Regions from separate parts of the Mus musculus genome. Here region 1 is linked to region 2. A link is a contact called in public promoter capture Hi-C data. All regions are on one chromosome and are shown on one strand. Each heading gives the region's core, a stretch centred on a gene start, on an enhancer-like site or on the middle of the called end of the contact. The rest is flanking DNA. Distances are from core to core; before and after follow the strand shown. Region 1 holds the start of Gssos2 (a long non-coding RNA gene). Region 2 holds the start of Ggt7 (gamma-glutamyltransferase 7).

Region 1 (6,186 bases), core at 1,632-4,131, 53 kb after region 2:
AGGAGAGAACACCTTGACAAGAGAGCTTTACACAAGTGAACACCCTGTCACCACACTGTTCTGCTTGGACTGCCCCATCTATGGATGTTTCTCCCTAGCCACCATTACTGGTTCCTTCTCTTCTTAAAATGTTGGTGTTCCCTGGGCCTCAGCAGATGTCTCAGTCTGTAAAGGGCTTGTTGTGCAAACACAAAGACCTGAGTTCTGATCCCTATCACCCATGTAAAGCTAGGGTGTGGGATAGATGTGTCTATAACACTCTCTCTTAGTGCTGGGGAAGTGGAAGGTGGAGATAGGTGGATCTCCAGAGCTTACTGGCTAGCCACTAGTCTAGTCAGTTGGTGAATTCCAAGATCAGTGACAGACTGTGTTTTTAAAAATGATGGAGAGCAGTAGAGGAAGACAGTAGATGTGACTATGCGTATACATACATAGAGAGAGAGACAGACAGAGAGAGGCATGCGCGCGCGCGCGCGTGCGCGCGCGCGCACACACACACACACACACACACATACACACAGAGAGAGGTTGAGGTTCTTTAAGAGTTCTCTACCTTTGCTCTGTCCTCTACTTTCTGTCCCTAAGGCTTCATTTATTCTGCACACTTTAACTCCCAAATCTTTTAACTCATGTTCTTTGTTCTAGACATCATAAGATGTACCACATGTCCCTAATGCAAACTTAGTATATCCACATGGATATCTAGTTCTGCTAGAACTTACTTCTCCTGAACTTGCTACTCCTAATAGGATGAAAAGCATCCCTGAGTCCTAGTTAAGTTCATTCTCCCTATGTCACCCTAGTTAGCTTACCTGTCTTACCAACTCAGAAGTGTTGCCATTTATGCTCTATATTGTCCTAACCCTAGTCTGGGCCTCTACATGGGTCTTCATGACAATGAAGACCTCCATCAGCCTCCTTCCATGGTCTCTGTCACAAATACCTCCTCTCCTGCCAGGAAACTTACAAAGGCTGAAGCTCATCGCTACTAAACGGACTTGGATTCTGAATAGTTCATGTGTCCCTGCCCTGTTGGAATTTTAATGGCTTACTACATCACTTGTGATAAAACACAGTTTATAACATATATTTGTGGGGGGAGGGGAATGTGCATAAATGTGCACGCACACACACATTCATGCATATGCAAGTGGAGGCAGAGGACAATACTGAAGTATCTTCTTCAATGGCCCTCTACCTTACTTTTGAACAGGGTCTCTCACTGAACCTGGAGCCTATCTGCCTTTTTCTGCCCTCTACTCCACAGTCCCCGAGATACAGATGCTTGCTGTCATGCTTGGCTTTTATGTGGGGGTAAAGATCCAGTGCTTGCATAGTAAATCTCCTGACTGACTGAGCCATCTCCCCAATCCCAGATTTCCTGGAACATTTTCAGTGTTCTTTATTATCAGGTCCCTGATAGTCATTCCCAACCCATCTTCCTGCCATCTCCAATTCTAGCCTCACCAGCTTCTCATTAACCTCTCAAGAGTCCAGTTCATGTTTTTATGGCCCAATGCTTTTACTTGAGTGGTCTTTCTTTGGTTTAGAATGCTCTTCCCCATTTTCTACCTAGAAGGATCCTACTAGTCCCAAGACCCAAGTGGAAAGTCAAGTCTATTAGGTAGACATGGTCCCGGCCCCCAAGGGGGGGGGGACAGTAAACAGGAATACAACCAAGTATTCTCTTAGACTTCCCAGTATGTACCTATTTCATTTCCCTATAATTTACCCACGGGTACCTCAAAACTAGCACTGACAACAACCTCTAGCCTTTGAGCAGCTCTACAAAGGAGATCCACCTACCTCCACCCTCTCTCTGGGGCTTCAGCACAAAGTGGCTAGGAGCAGCAAGGGCCTCAGCAATGGCCTGGTCCCCTTCTTCACCCTGATAGGAGGCAGAAAGTAGGCACTAGAATTCAGTCTATAGGTCCTGCTGGTCATGCAGAGTGACTTCCAGGGGTGGGGGGAACAGAAGGGAAAACACCATAAATTCCTTTAGGCTAGACACTTCAATCCAGATGTGACCCTTAACTCCCTTGCAGCACTAAATACCAAACAGGCTTTCAGTACTACAGCAAAGGCCTGGAAAGTGGCTACAGATATACCCTAATTCTCTCTACTCTCCAGTCATTTCCTTTGGTTTTCATCCTTATCATCACCATTGCTGAGGGAGTTGAAATGGATTTTTAGCCCCCCAAGTTTTAGCTCCTGCTGTGGTGGTTTGAATATGCTTGGCCCAGGGAATGTCATGACTAGGAGGTGTGGCCTTGTTGGAGTAGGCGTGGCCCTGTTGGACAAAGTGTGTCACTGTGGGGGTGGGCTTTGAGACCCTCCTCTTAGCTGTCCACGAGCCAGTCTTCTTTCTCCTGGCTGCATTGAATCAAGATGTAGAACTTTCAGCTCGTTCTCCAACATCATGCCTGCCTGGAAGCTGCATGCTCTTACCTTGATGATAATGGATGGAACCTCTAAGCCAGCCCCAATTAAATGTTGTCCTTTATAAGAGGACATGCCTTGGCCATGGTGTCTGTTCACAGCAATGGAAACCCTAACTAAGACACCTGCTCGCAAGGCTTAGGGGTCCTCCAGAGCAGCAAGGATGTGAGCCATATGCCAGCCACAGTGCCAGCTGTGATACACCCTCACCAGCACATTTGCCGTCTCTGTTGTGTGGTAGGAAAAATGCTACATACCATGTCCAGTGAATAGAGGCCAGCAAAGGTGGCTCGGAGGCGGGCCACAGCCTCAGGCTGGCCCGGGAGCAGCGCTTCCAGCAGACCCACCCTGCTCAGTTCCTGCTGCACCTTCTTAGTCCCAGCCAGCTGTATGGCAATGTCTGGACACTTGGCAGCACGAGATCTCTCTAGCATCAGGCGTGCTTCCCAGTTCTGCAGATGCAATAAGACCACAGAGCCTTTATGAGTAGGTGCCAGACACTGTGCCTTTTAATCCTCAAGCTGATTATCATTACAACATCCTTGTGAGGCAGATATGACCTCTCGGTCTGCAAGATGCTAGCCTTTCAGGAGTTTGTGGTCTAGCCAACTAATGCTAGTTCATAGTGACATGGCAAATTACTGCAAGGAAATGTTTTTTGGGAGGAGGAACAGGGTCTCACTATGTAGCTCTGTTGGCCTGAAACTTGCTATATATACCAGGCTGGCCTCAAAGTCACAGAGATCCATCTACAGCTGTCTCCTGAGTGCTGGGACCACCACATCCAGCAGAAAAGACATTTTGTAAGGAAAACGGTGAGCTCCCCTTGCCTCTCCTCTTCCCTCCCCTTCTCCTCCCCCCCCCCACCTCTCTTTCCCTCCCTCCCTCTCTCCTCCAACCACCCTCTCTTTTGAGACCAAGTCTCACTTGGTAGCCGGGCTGGCCTGTAACTCCCAAGATAGCCTAGGCTGTCCTCCTGCCTCAGCCTTCAGAATACTAGAAGATTTGTCATTTCTTAACAGGATCTGGTTATGGAACCCAGGCTGTCCTGCTGCCTCGGCCTCCTGCAGGCTGGGATTGTAAGCATGTGCCACCACTCCCGGCTGGATGAGGTCTGAAGGGTATGATTATAAGCTGAGCTTTATACACTGTGCTCCAGAGAAAATCCAACAGGTAAAAATCTAGTCAGCCATATACTCTTTAGCCTTTTATCAAGTAAAGTCCACTCCTTCCTGTAAGACCCTGTAAGGTTCCCCAGTTTTTCATCACCTCATGCCACTGATTCCAGCTACTCCTCCTAACTCCTGACTCCCACATTCTAGCCATACAAGACTATAACTACTGCATTTCATTCCTTCTCACTGGTCTTTTATTTACTGATTTCCCTGCCTGAAATTCTCTGCCTTTTAAAATTTCCCATGGATAGCTACAGCCTTCTCATCCTCAAGTCTTGGTTCCGTCGTCTTTCCCCTGACAGTGTGCGTTTCTCCATAATTCTCTATCTTTTCTTCCTGGTCTTTCAGTCAAAGCCAATTACCTCTCAACTAGGCATGTTTCCCCCAGGCTGAGTATTCCATATTTGTAATGCTAACACTCAGATGGCTGAGGCCGTAGGGTCTAGAGTACAAAGCAAGTCAGAGTTAAAATAATGAGTTCCAGCATGCTGGGGCTATAGAATAAGAGTCTGTCTCAAACATAACAAAACCAAAACTCAAAAAATTATAAATAATGTTTCTATTTTTTCTTTCTGATGTTTATCTCCCTGACCAGGCTGTTTATTCACCATAAGAACCACACAAGATTTTGCCTTGCTTTTGGTTATCTCCCCACAGTAATGCAGTTTCCGGTCTGACCCTTCCTAGGTACTCAGTATCAGTTATTGTTGCTCAGTGAAGTGAAATTTGATTACTATCCTGACAATAGGCAGTCTGACGGGTGGAACTCACTGGAGAATGGGCCCTGTGTCAGACAGGATCATAGGAACAAAGGTCTGCAGGTGGCTAATCACAGGTTGAATAGTCTTATTGTTGTAGGAGCTTAGAATAATACAAGAGACAGGGAAATGTCAGAGGTCCCCAATCTCAGGCACTCGGGAGAAAGTTGTGCTTGTCATGATCAGGGACACCTGTCCACAGCTGGCTCAAGGTTCAGGCCTAATCCACAAGCCCTGCCTCCACCCAGTGCTGTCCACTGGAATAGCTTAACCTGATGGTCAACAAAATCAATCTCAGTCAGCTAACTGCTGACTGGGCAGTCAGAGGCCCAGAACACAAGACTAGAAAGATGTCTTGTAGAAGCAGAAAAATCAAAACTCAGACACAAGAAGAGTCATCTAACAAATCACAAAGCCTGTAGCTTATGTCCATGGTCCAGTGCAGGCAAGCTGCTCTCTGTATCACTTCCTTCCCTTCATTAGCTCATCCTCCCCTCTATGAGTGTATTTTAAACTGTTTCTCTGCCTCCCTGTCCGGAAACTTGGATCCATTTTCCCAACAGACAATTTCCCTCTTCCCTAATTAGCAGGTTTCCAGCACTAACCACGTCTCTGGACAAAAGGGCTTTCCCTAGAGCTGTCCTTCAGTAGGGCTGTCCCTATAGAGCTCAACCACAAAGAACCCTAAGTGGACTATAAATCTCATAGGGGCCCCTTCATTTTCAAGCATAGCTCCTGTCTTCAGATGCTGAGACCCAGGAGGGGCTGGGAAGCTGTCCAAGTTGTGACTCTCAGCTCACCACACAGGGTATTTCCTTGCTTCTTTTGCTAAGTATTTTTTTTAAAGACTTATTGTTATCGTACGTGTGTGAGTGTTATTCTGCATGCATGTATGTGTACTATGTGTGTGCCTGACACCTGTGGAGGCCAGAGGAGGGCACTGGATCCCCTAGAACTAGAGTTACAGATGGTTGTAAACTGCCATGTGGGTTGGGACCAAAACTGGGTCCCCTATATAAGAGCAGTAAGTATTCTTAACTGCTGAGCCTCTCTCCAGCCCGTCCTTCCTTCTTTCCTTCCTTCCTTCTTCCCTCCCTCCCTCCCTCCCTCCCTCCCTTCCTTCCTTCCTTCCTTCCTTCTTTCTTTTTTAATTCCATGAAAGCCGGGATTTTTTGCCTTTCCTCCATGGTATAGGCGTTAACCTCCGGGGAGAAGAATGGCATATGCAGAGTACACTGCCCCGGGAGTCAGAAATCATAGGAGATTCTTGTGAGATTTTAGACAAGCCTCTGCATGGCTCCAAACTTTAGTTTCCTCAGCTAGGTAATAGGGATAATTATAAGTCTCACACGATAGCTGTAAGAGTTAAATAAAATGTGTGGAAAGTAATTTTTGAAACTACACAGTAGTTAGCAGGATGAGGTAATATTGGTTGCCATGAATATAAATTAGAACACGATCAAACAAACAAAACCTTTCTAGTTCAGATGGGAGAGGTACAGAGGTACAGAAAATGAAAATGGTCAGAGAGGCTGGGCACGATGACTCACACCTATACTGTAGCACTTGGAAGGCTGAGGTAGGAGATTGTCACTTATTTGAGGCTACACTGAGTTTCAGGTCAGCCTTGAAGGAAGACCTTGTTCCTCCTTACCCTCCCCCTCAAAAATAAAACAAACAAGCAAACACACAGAAAAGAACAAACAAAATAAGTGGGTGGGTGGCCTGGCACTAGCCTGCATCAGCTAGAGAGAGCTATCTGTCCCTATCTCTTCCCAGATCTTTGGTCAGAATGGTTAGAGTAGCCCATGGAA
Region 2 (5,430 bases), core at 1,290-3,789:
GGGCATCTACTTTGGACTCCGAAGGGTGGTGCCCCTCACCGAGAATGGCGCTGGACAAAAAGGAATTGTGTGGGGAAGACATGCTGACTTGCATAGAATGTTGAAGGTTGGTTATCTACAAGATACCTGGAACCTAGAGCCTGGGAGAGGAAGGCTCGTGTGGCTTCCGTGAGGACAAAAGGAAGCATTTCCTAACTTTGGAGCAGTCACGGACTCACTCTCTTTTCTCCGGGGCCTGCTGTGGGGTGCATGGGTATCAACTATTCCATAATGGACCCTTTATTACCCAGGCTACCCAATCCCAACCAAGGTCCTGGCTAAGAAGACAGGGCAGTGCCACTAGGTGGCACTACTAGGCTGAGAACAGAGAAGGTCATGACAGCCTACAAGCTGTTCTAGCTGGACCAAAAGAGTCTTGGGACTTGGAAACAGGCCTAGGTGACATGGCACCAAAATGCTCATACTGTAATGATCTCAGGCAAGTCCTGAGAACCTTGGTGTCCACCCTTGCGGTCAAGTTTAAGTTCCCGGGAGCTTGGGTAACCAGTCTCTATGCTGAATTTCTAGGCAAGTGTTCTACCGAGTTATACCTCCATCCCCTCTCTGTTGAATTTCCACCCACACCAGTATGATGCCTACACGGAACTCCCCCAAGGCATTCCTGAGGTTTGGGAATTCCATCCCCTATCAGCACTTCATCTTGCCAGCTTCTCCCTTTCATCTATTCATTCAATAATCATTTACTGAGTGCCCAACACTGTGCTGAATTCTGGAGAAAGAATAGTGGATGAAAAAGCCACACTCCCTGCTTTTCGAGGCCTCATAGACAACAGTAAGCCCAAATAAATAACCACAGGCTTTTTAATAAAGCAGTGACCTTTAACGGGGGCCAGAAGAAGACAGATCAAAGGTCCTGCTTTGTTATCTGGATATGCTTTATAGAGGTGGAGGAGAAAAGGAAAGCCCAGTACAGGGTAGGCACACCCACTAAACTGTAGTAAGTCACGGCTGTACTGCTCTTAATCTCTGAATAGAAAACCCAAATTGACCAGGTGGCTGGTGTCAATAGATGACCAGAAGGTTCCACCAGGACATCCTTTCCCACATCCACTCTTGTACCGCCAAGGCTACCCTGCGCCCCCCCCCCAAGAAAATTAGTTTTGACAGGCAGCTCTGACATTTGAGGTCCCAAAGTCTACACAGCCCATTCTTAATCCCATCACAGGTAAAGTGAGATCCAGTCAGGCTGGTGGGTTCTGGTGGTCAGGAAGCAGAGGAGAGGATTTCAGTCGCCAGGCTGGGAGTGACAATGGAAGAGCCAGGCTAGAAAGGGCCGGAGCAGCATCCTCCGGTATAGACAGGGATATAGCTCAAGTGCAGGCACCACCAGGAGGAAGTCAGGGAGCAGAAGAATGCTCTGGTGCCAGGAAGTGACGTTGAAGGAAAGAGGGCAGAGGGATGCTGGATAAAGAATGGTGGGGAGCACAGAGCTGGACCACATGGGCAGGAGAGATAGCAATAGGGGAGGAATACCAACGGATCTCTTGGTCCCCAGCTCCCTCTCTCAAGCCCAGCTTCCTTCCCAAACTCCATCTCCTTCAGTTTCAGCAGAGGGTGGAGAACACAGATCTTGTTGCTGACCAGAAGCTCCTACCGACCTGACTAACATCCGGGCCAGATCCCCATCTCTGGAAGGGGTAGGGTAATCCACAGAACAGCAAAGGCACTGTAGTCCCCAAGGACTTTGAGAGGTCATGCCGTCCATCCCCTTGTCTCCCAATACCCAGAATCCCCAGACAGAGAGGAATCACATTTTCTTTACCCCTCTCTGGACATGAAGAGATAGATTCTCAGCTCTTCTCGGGACACTCTGCTTCCCATAATCCCTGGCTATGGTGAAGTTCTCCTGAAGATCTAGACTCCATCCCGCCTGCTGCAGTCTCCTACTTGGCTTTTCTATCCTGTCCTCTGTGGCTAGAGAAAAGCTTTTACTAGGTGACCACAGCTGTTCTTTAGGCTCTCCCCTCCAGCATCCCTTTTTTCTCAATAGGTTCTTCCTAAAAGGTAATCATAATCTCTCCTGCTGCAGTCCTTGCATCCCCTCCCGTGTCGCATCCTACGCCTCCAAGGCAAAAATACCCCCTTTCCCACCAGACAGTTAACAGGGCTGAGGAAGAAGGGGAGAGGTCCAGGATGCAGAGGATGAATGAAGGAGATGGGAGATTGGAAATGGATGCTCAGAACAGGAGGAGGAGGACCAGGACACCAGCCCCCACCCTCAACCCCCCAAGGCGGGGCAGGGATGGGGCCAGAGGGCCTCACCAGTATCCGGGTCTCCCAAGAAGGCGTCCTCGTCCTTACGGCCCCTCAGTGGGGCCGCAGGCGCTGGCTCGTCCTCCGGCAGCCTCGGGAAGCTGGTGATGCTCATATAGTCCACTGGTGAGTAGGCGCCTAGGGCGCTCTCCTGGCTAGCCTCGTTCTCAGCCGCCATCCTCGCCCTAACCCCCAGCAGCGCAGCGCCTGCCGGAAGTGGCAGTGAAGAGGGGGGTGCGAGGGCGGAGGGCGGGGTCTGAGCTCCTGGACAGCCGGGAGGGGGCGCCCCCACCGTCAGCAGTGTCCTAGTATGACTCGCCCCCGCCTGCTTAAAGTCTACTGATTGCAGCCTGCAGGCAGGTGCAGGAGGATGGGAGCCCAGAGGACAGTGGAAGGTTGCCAGGATGAAGACGCTACTCTGGGATCCTCAAACAATCCCTGGCCCTTCCTCCTTCCAGTCTGAATCCAGCCCAGATTCCATATGCTTCTAGAACCACAGACTGACTTTTGAGCGCAAATTTCTCTTTGATTTCAGATCCTCTTCGGACCACTCACTTCCTGGACTCCAAATTTCTCTGTGGTCGCCAAGATTCCCCTCTTCTGATCTCAAACTACTTTTCCGACCCCACTAAGACTACTTACTCTTCATACCCGCAGTGTTCTTTTTGACTTACGACTCTGACTTCATTTCATCCCAAGATTCCTTTTCAATCTCCAACCCCTACTTCATCCTGACTGCTTTTTCACCTGCAGGCCCCTCTTGAACCTCTCTTTTGATCTCACACTCCTTCCTGTGCCCTCCCTCCCCCAGATTGCTCACATTTCTCTTTTAAACCCCAACTCCTTCTGGAACTGCCCTGATGTATCAGCATAGGAGATTGGCCCTTCCTGAAAGCCCACCCCCAACTTTAAAATCTTTAGAAGCAAATCCTCAGATTCCACTCCAGGAAAAGCGATTCAGTAGGCCAGAGCATGGCCTTTGGAACCTTAATATTCTTTGGCATTTTAAAGAATGCTTGATGTGGTTCTGAAGTTAAAGTAAAAGAAGTAATAATGGTGTGGTAGAGCAGGGCGGTGGGATGGGAAGGATAGACGGCTAAGAACTTAGGAAGTAACTCCTTGGTAGAGTGCTTGTCTGTGTGAGGGTTTGACACACAGCATCAAAAGAAGAAAAAAGGAGAGGAGGAGGAGGAAGAGGAGGAGGAGGAGGAGGAGGAGGAGGAGGAGGAGGAGGAGGAGGAGGAGGAGGAGGAGGAGGAGGAGGAAAGAAACAAAGAAAGAAGAGGGGAAGGTAAGAAGGAGAATGTGTTTCTGTACTTGCCAAGCCCATCTCTGGAACCACTCTCCTAGCTCCAAGAATGATAGTTATAAGTCCAAACTTCTACTATTCAGTCCACAAGTAGGGAGATGGGATTGGTGAAGCTGTGGACACACAATATTCCTTTCTTTCCTGGTCCCTGGCTCCAGGCTCAGTGTGACTTGAACTGTTTTAGCATTTACCATGGATCATGGAGCTGCAGTGCTACTTATAGACAGCAGGGGGCAGCAGTAGATAGGGAACAGTTGCAGGAGAAAGGTTTAGGAAGAATGGAGGGTCAGAGCTGGGCAGTGGAATTGGGAATAAGGGATGGTGGTCTTCAGATCAATAGGCAAACTTATTTATGCCTTCTTCCCCATACAGAGGTTCTTATTGTTGGAGTCTATAGCGATCATTGTTTCTGTGACTCCTTCTATTCCAATGAGAGTTTTGTCGCCAATGAGATCTGTGTGGCCTGAGTGCTGTCCACTCCGTCAGTGTATGTAGAAGGCCCTCAGTGAGGACTGAACCCTCTCATCGGGGTTCAGATATCTTTAGTGAAGTCTTTATCTCCTAGAGGAAAGCCTGTTTCTTAGCCTGGTAATGCCATCTGCATCCTATAAGCAGGGCTTTTCCGAGGGGTCTGAGACCTCCAGAAAAAGCTCTGCCTTCTTAATATAGTTTGTGCAATTTCAATGAAGTGTGTATTTGTTCAGAGGGGTTGATGTCTCCTTGAGAAAGTATCTGTTCCCTCGCTGAGACCCTTGTCTATTCTACAAGGTCTGTATGTGCTTAGTGAGCCTTAAAACCTCCCCTCAGGATTGGGTTGGCTCTGGATCATATGTCTGAGCATGTGTTTTTCAGTTTAGGGTGGGCTAAGCATATGGTCAGTTGGACAAAGATCAGTGTAGCAGGTGAGTTGATGGGTCACAAGCCCTAAGTAGACATTAAATGGCAGGAGCTGGCTGCTTCAGACCTCAGATTCACTCTTGTAGCTAAATAATTAAAGATCCTTGTTTTGACAGTCTGAATTGTAAGATGAGGTAGTCCTTGGTGATAACTGTAGGAAGGAAGTGGAGGGTGTCCTGCTCGGCTTCCTTTTGGGTGAAGAGGATAGAGGGACGCCAGAGGGAAGTAAACTCAATTTGTGGCAGATAGGTGTGTACTTAGGTGAATTAAAGAATGTAATTTTTCCTCTTTATACTTGTATTATTTTATATTGCATAGACCTTGTATTTTAAGATCTGGCTTTCTGTTTATGTTAGTAAAAACAAACAATACAAGAACTCAGATCTGACCATAACTTGATCTTTATCTGCTCCCCGACTTTGTGACATTTCCCTTCCTTTTCTGAATTTACCTTTAGTGCTAAGAGAATTTGTGCGTTTGGAGCCAATATCTGAAGGATCCTCCTCGTCTTCACTTAAGAGTCTTGTACTTTACATCAGGATGGAGATTTATGGAGGCAAAAAGAATGACATGTCCTAAGAGGTGGGAGAGAATCAGAACGAGTTAGCAGGAAGGTTCATATTGGGGATCTGTGCCCTCAAGGTCGCGGAGGAATTTTTCCATGGGAACGGAATAGGGGTGCTGTTCGGTGGGAGACTGTGGAGTGTCACCCAGAAGGAACTGTACTGCACTTGGCTATCCAACTCTGGAGTGACAGGATCACGCAATCAGACCACGGTAATTGCACAACGGATGACACAATGCCTCTTATTAGCCAGCCTTTCATGTCTCAAGCTGCGCGGCGCCGTAACCCAACCCTTGTCACTCCAAGACCCTAACTTGGTCACTCCACAGCCTTGCCTCCTCTCGTG

Evidence for each region. Capture Hi-C pulls out chosen DNA fragments and counts their contacts.
Region 1: a promoter capture Hi-C map of pancreatic islet shows a contact between it and region 2. The contact joins the promoter of Gssos2 here to the promoter of Ggt7 in region 2. A contact is called at or near these places in 26 of 39 promoter capture datasets (the 3T3-L1 cell line, 3T3-L1-derived adipocytes, the C10 cell line and 15 more), 5 of 15 datasets of contacts at CTCF or cohesin (CD8 T cells, the G1E-ER4 cell line, the NIH/3T3 cell line and 1 more), 66 of 484 Hi-C or Micro-C datasets (8-cell embryo, the AML12 cell line, the BV-2 cell line and 31 more), 31 of 115 datasets of contacts at active chromatin or transcription factors (the 230-238 cell line, CD8 T cells, the HPC-7 cell line and 20 more) and 5 of 9 other capture datasets (adipose tissue, embryonic stem cells, liver and 2 more).

What each region holds. Positions count from the first base shown.
Region 1 is chr2:155,564,997-155,571,182 of GRCm38.p6, forward strand. It overlaps Gssos2 (a long non-coding RNA gene), which reads left to right and starts at 2,882. Exons shown (of 5, transcript XR_001783522.2): 1 at 2,882-3,612; 2 at 5,100-6,186. It overlaps Gss (glutathione synthetase), which reads right to left. Exons shown (of 13, transcript NM_008180.2): 10 at 2,697-2,891; 11 at 1,807-1,888.
Region 2 is chr2:155,512,307-155,517,736 of GRCm38.p6, forward strand. It overlaps Ggt7 (gamma-glutamyltransferase 7), which reads right to left and starts at 2,540. Exons shown (of 15, transcript NM_144786.2): 1 at 2,323-2,540. The coding sequence starts at 2,491.